Linked DNA regions of Mus musculus: region 1 is linked to region 2. Evidence: chromatin contacts called from public promoter capture Hi-C data. All regions are on one chromosome and are shown on one strand. The core of a region is the stretch at or near the end of the contact, and the rest is flanking DNA. Distances in the headings are between cores, read along the strand shown. Region 1 holds the start of Clps (colipase, pancreatic). Region 2 holds the start of 1810013A23Rik (RIKEN cDNA 1810013A23 gene).

Region 1 (5,738 bases), core at 690-3,189, 290 kb before region 2:
TTCAGAGTAAAACTCTCCCTGGGTCAGGGAAGGGAGGTGGTTAAACCTGAAGGACTTAGGGTTTGTTTTGTTTTGTTTTGTTTTTTTGGGACAGGATTTCTCTGTGTAAACCTGGCTGTCCTGAGAACTGTCTCTATAAACCAGACTGGCCTCTCTGGCTTCTGCCTCCTGGGTTTTACAGTTTTTTTTAATGGCTTCAATTCATGTGCATCAGGAGACTCAGAATCGTGGAAGCAAGCTCTTTGCTAAACTCTGTGCTTGTAGCAGTCAAAACTTCAGCTACAGGAAGTTTCCTGTGAGCAGCTGGAGTCATCACACTGAAGGTGTCTCAGTGGTCTTGACTGTTTCTGAAGTCACTGGGTGGAGTGTGAAGAAAGGACCCTGATGGCCTCCTTGCCACTCTCCCAGAACCTGGGGACCTGGGGCATTGGCCAAACCCGGGCAGAGGAAGGGAACAGACAAGGGGTGAGAGGCTTTCAACACAAGTCCCTGAAAATGAGATGGCAGATTCTACACCCACCCTCCCATCCCCCAGACCCCGGCATTTGTTCCTCTCATGCTGAGGGTCTCTTGGCTCCTCCAGATGGTGACCCTGAGTTCTGACCCCGGGAATGACTCCCAAGGTCATGGCATTCCTAAGTGCTGATACTTGAAGCCAAGTTGGTCAAGATCAAAACTGTGCCCAGAAGCACCCCAGCCTGGGGCCCCAGAGGCAGCTTTCCACCTCCTGGGGTTGGGGTTGGTGGTGGCAGGCGGCAAGCAGACCTTCAGGGAAAGCTTCTCTGTTTGCACACCTGAGCACACTCCAGCAGCTGGACTCTTCCCAGCCTGCACCGCCAGGCTCGGAGACCACTTCATTCCCAGGCAGGAGTAGGGAGTACTCCCATCTATACACGACCTTGGGTAGGGGGCAGAATGACTGAAAGCCTTACCTCAGGAGTGTGGCGATGGAGGATGGGTGGGCACCACTATTGCCCAGTGGGGTGTCGCTTTTATACTTAATTTGCAGGTGCAGAGTGAGTCACTGGAGAGAGTCCAACAGGGCTGTTACTGCCTTGTAGACAGCTCCCTGGGCCGGGCAGGGGGTTGTTCTTCAGGGAACATGCATATTTTAGCCAGGGTAGCCAAAGGGATCCCCAACAAGCATGGGAGGAAATCTTATGGTAAGCTCCTAAGACCCTTGTTGCCTAAACCTCACACCCACCTGAGTTTGGGCAGGCCTCACAGCAGGTGACACAAATACCTTAGGTTCCTCTTGTGAGTCACCCCAGCCTTGCCACTCCATGCTCAAGTCACCAGATCAGATCTCCAGAGCTCTCAGGTAACAGTCTGATTCGGCGTGCTATGCATATGGCCATATGTCATATAAACGCACTTCAGGAGTTTCCAGTTAACTCAAGACGGCAGATGGAGTCCACTCCACCATTCTGGCTCTTGAAGTCACTTCTGGCTGACAGACCAGAAGGCTCAGCTAGAACGTTTAGGCTACCCATCTCTGCCAGCTGATATCTTGTACAGTTACTCCTCCAGGGTCCTCCCCACACTTTTTAAAAAATTAATTGATTTATTTGTTCACGTTACATCCCAATATTAGCCCCCCTCTCCTCCCGGTACTCCCTCACACAGCTCCTCCCATCCCCCCCTTTTCCCCCTTATTTGTGCTACTGGGTATCAAACCCAGGAGCTCATAAGCACTGGGTGGGCAAATACTCTAACACTGAAAGACTTAGCCCCAGAGTCTATTGTCTTAACCATAGTGTGATAACATGACCCATAGTCCCATGAACTGGAGTACGTGCACGCATGAGTATACACACACACACACACACACACACACACACACACACACACAATATGACCTTTGTCAACCACCTTATCAGGACCCTCCCCCAGCTGACAGACCACATCTGTGACTGTTTGTGTCACAGTGTGCCGAAGGCGGGTCATGTGTAGATAGGGCTTCTTTAAAGGCTCTCTCCCTCACTTGGCTCTTGCCTTCTGCTGTCTGAACTTCCAGCTTCCATCCACCCCAGCTTTACCAGACACCATGGAGAAGGTCCTTGTTCTTCTGCTTGTGTCCCTCCTTGCAGTGGCCTATGCAGCTCCCGGACCCCGGGGTCTTATTATCAACCTGGTAAGGAACCTCTGTACAGCCGGCCGAGTCTCATGGGGATTTTGAAAGCACGGCTTCTGACCTCCGGCAGCACACAGCTAGGGCATCCCTCCCTGAGTTCTCGGCTGTCTTAGGAGCCTTTTTGCCAGAGAGATGGAGAACAGCTCCGAACTCCACCTGACTGAGAGGGAGAAAGTGCTCTCTGCAGCAAAGACAGAGAGCCCTAAGGCTTGTCTAGAACCCTGGATAGGAAGGTCCCGTGACTTAAAGACTGACAACTTTCTTAAAAAGCGCATGATAATGACTCTAGTTTCTACCTTCTAATGATACCTTTATCATTTACTTTTATTTCTATGAGTACATTGTAGCTGTCTTCAGACACACTAGAAGAGGACATCAGGGCCTCTAGAAGACCCGTCAGTGCTCTTAACTGCAGAGCCATCTCTCCAGCCTCCTAATGATACCTTTCTGTGGACTAGACCCAGTTCTAAAGGCTGGGAGGATGTGTAGTTTATCTTCATAGTACAGCCCAGAGCCAGGCAGAGGAAGCTGGGGAAACTGGGGCTGTAGCCCCTGTGCAGGGACCCATGCTGCCTTCTCATCATGCCTCAGTGGGGCAAGCCCTGCATGGCCAGCAGCCCCAGGGAAGGCGAGGGGTGTGGGCTAGCCCAGGACAGCCCAGAAACCTCTGTACATGTCTTTTGAACAAGGGTAGAGTCCTCTACTCATTTGAGACAGGACCTCATGGTGTAGCCATGGTTTTCCTGGAACTTATTTTGTAGACCAGGCTAGCCTTGAACGCATAGCCACCCGACTCTGCCTGTCCAGTGCTGAGATTAAAAGCTAGTGCCTCAGCTGGGCATGGTGGCGCACACCTTTAATCCCAGCACTTGGGAGGCAGAGGCAGGAGAATTTCTGAGTTCGAGGCCAGCCTGGTCTACAGAGTGAGTTCCAGGACAGCCAGGGCTACACAGAGAGAGAGAGAAAAAAAAAAGCTAGTGCCTCTGTGTCCAGTAAGTGTGGGGTGTTGTATAGAGATGGCTGCCACCTTCACAGGCTCCTCTAAGAAGTGGCTGAAGCCAAGCACATGATGCCTGTGTATAATCCCACCTCTGCGGAGGCTGGGGCAGGCGGTCACAGGTTGAGGCCAGCCTGGGCTAAATCCACTCCTGCCTGGGCTGTGAGATCCTGTCTCATAAAAAGAAAGGAAGGGGGCTGGTGAGATGGCTCAGTGGGTTAGAGCACCCGACTGCTCTTCCGAAGGTCCAGAGTTCAAATCCCAGCAACCACATGGTGGCTCACAACCATCCGTAACAAGATCTGACCCCCTCTTCTGAAGTGTCTGAAGACAGCTACAATGTACTTACATATAATAAATAAATAAATAAATCTTTAAAAAAAAATAAAAATAAATAAATAAAAAGAAAGGAAGGAAGGAAATGTGGGAGGCCCTGCTTTGGGGGCACCTGTGCAAGGCAGCAAGGTGCCAGTGGCTGGCCAGGGTCACCAGGAGCAGCCAGTAGGACCTATAGGCCTGCACTCCTAACCCAGGATAGCTTCTCTGCTGCCCCCCACCTCCTGACATGGGTAGGGCACAGTGATCCCAGACCCATCAAGGGAGGCACTGATTATAGCTGTGGTGGGGCCAGGGACAAGCTCTGGAGAAAGGCATGGGGGAAGGGTTTGGGCTGACATGTTGTCCCTGCAGGAGGACGGTGAGATCTGTTTGAACAGTATGCAGTGTAAGAGCAGATGCTGCCAACATGACACCATCCTGGGCATTGCCCGTTGCACACACAAGGCCATGGAGAACAGCGAGTGCTCCCCAAAGGTGTGTGCCCTGGAGTGGAGGGAGTGGGGGGGAGCATCTGGACATGCAATGTTGAAGGAGTGAGACAGGAGGTCTCAGGAGCTCATCCCATGACCCCACTTGACTTTCACAGTGACCCCTAGGTATGTGTGTGTTCCCATTCCACAGGGTAAATAGAGGCCCCTCTGTGCCATTAAGTTAGTGGGAGTATTGGAGAAGGCCTAATGCATGGTCCCCTGGTGAGGCAGTCAGGAACACCCTGGGAAGTACCAGACAGCCAGTTCCCAGCAGAGTAGGGAGCAAAAGATAACCAAGTGACTCTGTTGTTCCCATCTCTGCAGACCCTCTATGGGATCTACTACCGGTGTCCCTGTGAGCGGGGCCTGACCTGTGAGGGGGACAGGAGCATCATCGGCGCCATCACCAACACCAACTATGGCATCTGCCTCGACTCCAGGCGCTCCAAGCAGTGAGATCACGCAGTTAGCTGGGTTATACCTTCTTCTCTTTCTCCCTCTGTCCCATCTGAGCCAGCCAGCTGTTGGCAATTAAAACCCACTTGCAACCTTGTCCGTCTCTGCCTGTCCTTGCTCTGCAAGTAAAAGTCTCATAAACCTTTGTCTACCAGGGCCAGGGTCCCACAGGGCAGAAGGGCGTGTGGAGACTGAGGTCCACAGCCTGGTGAATAGGCAGGACTAGAGTCGGGCTTAAGAAGCAGGCTCCAGGCCTTCCACCCCTCCAAGCCCCTGAGGACAAGCAAGCAGGTGCAGACAGCACCAGCCTCCATTGGGGATTCGTTGGGGCCCTGCATCTGATCAGGTCATCAGACTTTACAGCAAACACCTGCTGAGCCATGTCACCCTCCCAGAATTTCAGAACAGGTGACTCTGAGCCCCAGGCTTACTGGGAGAAACGTTTGTTCAGGCAACTACAGTGATCGGCAGTCCTGTGTTTCTGTAGAGCCCAACTCCCTTGGCACTTCTGCACACCGAAGATACTTCCCTCAAGCTCTGATGAGCCTAAAATACCATGGGCACTGTTGTCAGTCTAGATACATGCAAAAGCACCACCGTGGCCCTCTTTCAAGGCTAAATGTGTCTCCTGCCTCTGCACCTGGCCTGCACCATAGAAGGGGGAGTGGCTTTGCCCCTCTTTTTTGACAGTGGAACTCCAGTATTACTTGAGGAGGTGGCAAGCCCAGCTCTGGGAGAAGGATCACAAATTCTCAGGCAGGGCCATCCAGCCTCCCTTGCAGCTATACTTGGTCTGCCCCAATTGTGGGCATTGTGATATGAAGAAGTTTGCCTTGAGCAGCGGTTTCCAACCCCCTTAACCCTGAGAAAAGTGACTCATAATCAGTTATGTGCTCAATAAGTGGGGCTAGCCCTGTGAGCTCAGGGCAGGTGCTGTGTCCCCCAGTCTCTCTGACAACTGTAGCCCAAACCCCAGGACCAGAGCCTTTCTTCTTTCTCCTAATCATCCCGGACCCAACGTTCTCTGTTATGCCACTTGCTGCTTCCTCCTGCCAGTCTCAGAGACTGCCACCCTCCCAGATAGTACAGTCTTAGGGCAGTGGCAGCCCGAGAGGGTTGCACCCTCCTCTGGGAGGGGAGACTGTGTGGGGGTGATAGGGAGATACATTCAAAACAAGCTGTTGCTGAGGGAGGGGGGAACAGCCACTGTTGTTGTGGTTACATAGGATGGTCCAAAAGTGAAGAGCTCTTTTAGGGTACAGCTAAAGGCTTGGCCCCTACTATGTCATGACCATATAATCAAAGGCTGGGAGAAGAACTCCTGTGGACCTATGATTCTGGG
Region 2 (5,940 bases), core at 3,432-5,931:
CTCAAGGACTTGCATTCTTTCCTGCTTCAACCTTAGCCAGAGCTCCTCAGCCTTCTGGGGTCTGCTCACAGTGACTCACCTGTCCAGTCAGCACTTGTCTCTTCCCTACAGAGTGTAAGTCTGTGAGATGGCTCAGCGGTTGAGAGTGCTGGCTGCTCTTGTGGAGGTCCTAGGTTCAGATCCTGGCACCCACATGGTGGCTCTCTTCTGACCTCTGTGGCCACCACATATATTCTGCCAGACACACAGGCAGGCAAATCACCCACTGGTAGAATGAGAAGTAACCAGAGACCAGTAACCACTCAGCAAAACCCCAGGGAACAGAGCAGGACTAGCTCTGCCATCAGGCAGAACACACAGTGGTCAGCTTAGTTCCCATTACTCACAATCTCCTCTAACTTCAGCTCCGTTGATCTCCCTTTCCTGGCCTCTGAGGGTTTCTGCAGACACACACACACACAAGGCTGAACTGCTGTCTCTCCCTGGGCCTCTGCTTTCAGCCCACCTGACTCTTCTTTCTCTCTAGAGCAGTGGTTCTCAACCTTCCTAACACTGCAACCCTTGAATACAGTTCCTCATGTTGTGCTGACCCCCAACCATAAAACTGTTGCTACTTCATAACTGTAATTTTGCTACTGTTATGAATGGTAATGTATCTAATATGCTGGATATCTGATATCTGACCTCCAAAGGGGTGGAGACCCACAGGGCGAGAACAGCTGATCTAGACTATTCTAGATCCTGGGAACTCATAAGATTACCCAGGGTAAGCCGGGCGTGGTGGTGCACACCTTTAATCCCAGCACTCGGGAGGCAGAGGCAGGCGGATTTCTGAGTTCGAGGCCAGCCTGGTCTGCAGAGTGAGTTCCAGGACAGTCAGGGTTACACAGAGAAACCTTGTCTCAAAAAAAAAACAAAAAACAAAAAAAAAACAAAAAACAAAAAAACAAAAACAACAACAAAAAAATGGAACTAGAAAATATTACATGAGGTAACCTGGCTCAGACAGACAAACACCGTCTATGTTCCCTCTCGAGGCAGGATCTGACTTCTGATTTTTGTATTGTGCACTTAAATGGATGTCATTGTAAGTAGCATCCAGGGTACTGGGAAGGGGAGCAATGTAAGGGGTGGGTGGGGAAGGAAACAGAATGTGTGAGATGTGAATGTGGGTAGGGAGGATTGTGGGGAAGAAGACGGTATGGGAAGCAAGGGGATGAGAGAGAGCACCAATGGGGAGGACCAACCAAAGCTAAGTGTGCATGAATATGTACAAAGAAACCTATAGTTTGTGTGCTGATTAAAGGTAAATACATTTTTTAAATGTGATTTTAAAAGATTAAGAAAATGTGATTATCATTAAAAAGCTCCTGGTAAGAGATGGAAAACCATTTGGTGTCCTTGCTGCACCTGTGACTCTCTGAGGCCCCCTGCTGGCTTCCAAGGACTCTGCACACACTCACAAGCACACACGAAGTTCCCAATAAGGGAGACAACAACCTTTATGTGGAAGTATGTCCAATGGTAGCCCAGGAGGACTCAGGTGGACTGCTATCACTGCCCAGGCCTCTGGCCTGCAAGCAGCGCCCCTGAAGGTCACTCTGGTCTCTGTGCACTGAACCCTCAGCCTGCTGTGTGCCAAGCCTGCGCTCTACCTTGAGTCCCGTCTTCATGGCCCTCCTGCAGGTTATCTAAGCCTGTGCTCCACGCATACTGTCCCTCCCTACACCCTCTATGAGTCTGATTATCCTAACCTCAAACTTCCTCCCAAGTCCAGAACATAGTGTGATAGTTTTGTCAACGTGGCATCATGAAGACTCCCCTGGGAAGAGAGGCTCAGTGAAGGCTGTTTGGATGAGGCTAGCCAGTGGTCTGGCCTTAGGAGGAGTGTCTTGACTGCATAAGAATAGAAGGGAGGCCTCGACCACCGTGGGTGACACCATTCCCTTGGCTGAGTCTTGAATTGAACAAGCACTAGACAAGCTTGCATTCATTCTCTCTTTGTTCTTGACTGTGGACTACCTGTTTCAAGTTTCCGCCTTGATTTCCCCAAAATGATGGGCTATACTTTGGAACTGTGAGCTACAATAAGCCCTTCCTCCCATCAGGTGCATTTCGTCAGGGTATTTCATCACAGCTCCAGGAAGGAGACGAGGCTGGGGGTTTGCCCTTGTGCTGTTTGCTAACCTGAGCTCAGGCAGCTCAACAACTTCATATCCCATCCCCCCTTGCTAGAGAGGTGGGAAGCCAGCGGGACAGAGGAGGAAGCTCTGGTGCCAGGCTCAGTAAAAGGCTCACCCCAGCTCCATCTTACCAAGCTGGGAACTCCTGGGCCACTGTTTGGCCTTTCTGTGGCTCAAGTTGCCCATCTGAGGCCAAGACTAATATCCACGAGCTCGGGATGGGAATTAGTTGTGAAAGACACTCGACAATTTTAAAGATGTATTTTTGTTGCTTTTGATGTGAGTGGGTATGTGTCCATGTATGCCAAAAGAAGGCATCAGGCTCCCAGGAGCTGGAGCAATGGGAGTTTGTAAGCTATCTGATGTGGGGTGCTGGGACTCGAACTTGGGTCCTCTGCAGGAGTAATAACTGACCTCAAGCTCTGAGCCATCGCTCCATCCCTATTTTAACTTTGATTTCTTGAAAGTCTCATGCTGGCTAGGCATAGTGGTGCACAACTGAAATCCTAGCACTTGGGAGGCTGTGGCAGGGGGATCTCTGTGAATTCAAGGCTAGCCTGGTCTGTATAGAGAGTTCCAGGCCAGCCAGAGTTACATGGTGAGAGCCAGTCTCGGAAAGAGGGAGCGAGGGAGAGAGGGAGAGAGGGAGAGAGAGGAGATTGACTCATATAGTCTCATGCAGCTCAGTCCAGCTTTGAATTCACCAAGGATAACACTGAACTCCTGATCCTCCTATCTCTGGCATTATGGACCTGCTGACATCACACGGGCATGCTGACATCACACAGGCATGCTGACATCACACAGGCATGCTGGTACTGAGTGAAGAAGTGAAGCTTGAAGCTCTGCCTATGAGGTGACTCAGTAGGTAGGGCATGACACATGGCACTTGCCATCAAGCCTGGTGGTGCCCTGAAGTGAGCCCACATGGTAGAAGGAGAGAACAGACTCTTTCCTACAAGCTGTGCTCTGACCATCATACATGGGCACAGGCACACACAGAGATAACAACAAACAAACAAACAAACAAACAAACAAATGTACATAAGTAAGAACTTTAAAGAAAAGCATCGGCTAAGCTCCCAGGAGCAGTTGAGGAGGGTGCTGACGTAAGGAAGCCTCAGGTCAGCCTCTGTTTGCTTCTGAGCACACACCTCCTGGGGCTTTCGAGTTCCAGATAAGGGCTGCTTCACTCAGCTCTGGAAAGCAGGAAGTCCCCAAGGCTTTCCTGGTCCCTGAGAAAAGGGACAAAGCGGTTGAGTGGAGAGGCAGCGGAGCAGATGGGCTCTCCCTGCCCTAGTAGAGCACTCTAGAGATGGGAGCCCAACCATGCCCTCCACAGATCTACCCGCTAGGATCCCCCAGATTCCCTTGGCAGCCTGCACGCTCACTCAGGAGGGGGTCTGCGGATGTGACAGAGAAATAACGCCGGAAGCAGGCTACAGGGGTGACACCTGCACACCACATTAACAGGACAGTACACCTCACACACTCAGGTCACACTGGGCTCCTTCACCTCACAAGCAAGGAACCGGCTCGACACAGAATGCCGAGGACACATGCCTCTGTGCACCAGATGTTACACTGGTGACAGGGACAACCTGTAAACACTGGTTCATTCAGGAGTGCTGAAATGCAGGCTCTGAGGTGGCCATGAGCCAGGGGAAGACATCCCAGCACTTTCCCCAGCCTGCACAGAGCAACCTGTTCCTTGCCAGGACTCTCCGGCCTTGGCCTCCAACTCATGAGCTTCCCGGGAGGCCGAAGAGGGAGGACAGCACAGAACAGGCACTCGGAACGCCCAGAGAGCTGACTGTCTTGGTGCTGTGGCAATAGGCAGAGGACAAGGTGGCCCAGACAGGAAAGACAACAAACTGATTCAGCCCTAGCCACCGACTTCTCAACAATAAATGCTCTGGAGGACACCGAGGAGTGCTAGGGACAGAGTCCTCTCTACTCACCCAGGGCTCAGGAGCGGCTTCCTTGAGGATGCGGATGCTGCAAACTGGATAGAGACAGGTCTGTGGGCTGGCTGTGGGCCGCCGCAGCAGAGGCCACTCAGCCAGTCCCGGGCCACTCGGCACTCAGCTGCCCAGCCCTCTTTTCTGGAGGCCTCTACCACAGTCTCCACCCAAATCCTGGGGCTACAGCAGGTGGTAGCTCCCCACCCACCATAACCTGCTTGGCAAGGCCTTCCGCACCTTTCCCCACTGAAGCTTCCTGCTTCTCTCTTCCCCAGGAGTCCAGATCGAGGCAGGGCCTTCCTTATCTACCTGGGATTCACAGGCCAGCTTGGGAACCCTAGGCACTGACCTTACCATGGCTCACAGTCTGCTCCTTACAGCCTGCACGTCCCCGAGGGAGTAGGTGGGGGTTGGAAGGGTGCCTGCAGGATACCTTGGACACAGCCTTCCCTCTAAAAGAGGCTGAGAGCAGGCAGGGGGCCTGCAGCTAGCCCAGCGGAGGGCCTGCTTTCTACCTGAGACTGCCAGGTGCACAGGGCGCTGGGAAACACAGGGTGTGGTGTCCTGGGAGCCCTGTACTGGAGTGACCTTAGTGCTGGCCAACCACATCAGAGGTAGGACTGGCACAGGGACAAGGCAAGACTGTCCCCAAACACAAGTAAGCTTGGCTCATGAGCAGAGTGGCCTGGCCTGGGAGCTCAATCTCACGCAGCCTCGGGTCCGGAAGTGCTGTTACAGTCATGCGAAGAGGCAGCAGGGTTGAGTGGTCCCAAACCCAGGAATACTGGTTCTGAAGGTTCATCACAAAACGCTTCTTTCTTTTTTTTTTTTTTTTTTTTTTTTTGGTTTTTTGAGACAGGGTTTCTCTGTGTAGTCCTGGCTGTCCTGGAGCTCACTTTGTAGACCAGGCTGGCCTCAAACTCAGAAATCCGCCTGCCTCTGCCTCCCAAGTGCTGGGATTAAAGGCGTGCACTACCACACCCGGCTCACAAAAAAAACGTTTCTTAACTGCCATTACTCATGACATGGGAGTGATGGTCGCCAGTGGCTCGCACACGCAGAGGTCAGTCCTTCCAGGCCTCTGCTGGTACTAAAGGCATGGCCTTTAGGTGCCTTCTATACAATGGGATTTCCATTCTATAGTCCTGGCTGGCTGGGAACCCACGATCTTTCCTGAACCTGCAGGTGGCAGGCCTCCTAGGGAAAGCAACCTCCCGCCTCTGAGACAAGGTTTCTCACAGGTCTGGAGGCTGGTGAGCAGGCTAGGCTGGCCGGTATGCCCCAGAGACCCATCTCTCTCCACCTCCCCGTGCTGCGCTCGCAGGTGCACAGCCAAGCTTTTAGTGCAGGCTCTGGAAATGGAACTTAGGCCTTCACACTTCATATCAGAAAATTAAATTAAAACGAGCGTGTGGGGCCCCGTGCCTGAAACGCCATTATCAGCACAGAGATATGGGAAGATCTGGAGCCTGAGACCCTCCTTTGTCTCAGGCATCAAAAAATGAAGGAAGCAGGAAAAGTCAGTTTTTTTTCTTTTAAAATTCATAAAGTGAAAACATTCCTTTAAAATTCTGTGTGAAAGACACAGAATAATTTATAAATTGAAGGGTTTCTGGAAATTTCTGTTCCTTGTTCCCAAATCCTGACAGCCAGGGACTGCTGGGAACCTGCAGTCCTTTAGGCCCTTTCTTATGTGGCTCCAGGGGCAGGCTCCCGCAGGCACGCACGCACAGCAGCCAGAGTCCTCCTCAGGTAGAGTCACTTCCTGGCCCGGCGTGGGTGCTGAGCATGTG

Evidence for each region. Promoter capture Hi-C pulls out the DNA fragments that hold promoters and counts their contacts.
Region 1: a promoter capture Hi-C map of hematopoietic stem and progenitor cells shows a contact between it and region 2, with 2.9 times the contacts expected there. The contact joins the promoter of Clps here to the promoter of 1810013A23Rik in region 2. A contact is called at or near these places in 8 of 39 promoter capture datasets (the 3T3-L1 cell line, the C10 cell line, cranial neural crest and 4 more), 1 of 115 datasets of contacts at active chromatin or transcription factors (pancreatic cancer cells) and 1 of 9 other capture datasets (adipose tissue).

What each region holds. Positions count from the first base shown.
Region 1 is chr17:28,556,967-28,562,704 of GRCm38.p6, reverse strand. It overlaps Clps (colipase, pancreatic), which reads left to right and starts at 1,939. Exons shown (of 3, transcript NM_025469.3): 1 at 1,939-2,134; 2 at 3,822-3,944; 3 at 4,265-4,495. The coding sequence starts at 2,048. The coding sequence ends at 4,396. It overlaps Mir6969 (microRNA 6969), which reads left to right and starts at 4,204; the gene lies at 4,204-4,264.
Region 2 is chr17:28,270,449-28,276,388 of GRCm38.p6, reverse strand. 1810013A23Rik (RIKEN cDNA 1810013A23 gene) reads right to left here and starts at 4,681. Exons shown (of 3, transcript NR_045427.1): 1 at 4,502-4,681; 2 at 4,145-4,188; 3 at 3,226-3,418. All of the region lies in intron 2 of Ppard (peroxisome proliferator activator receptor delta), which reads right to left.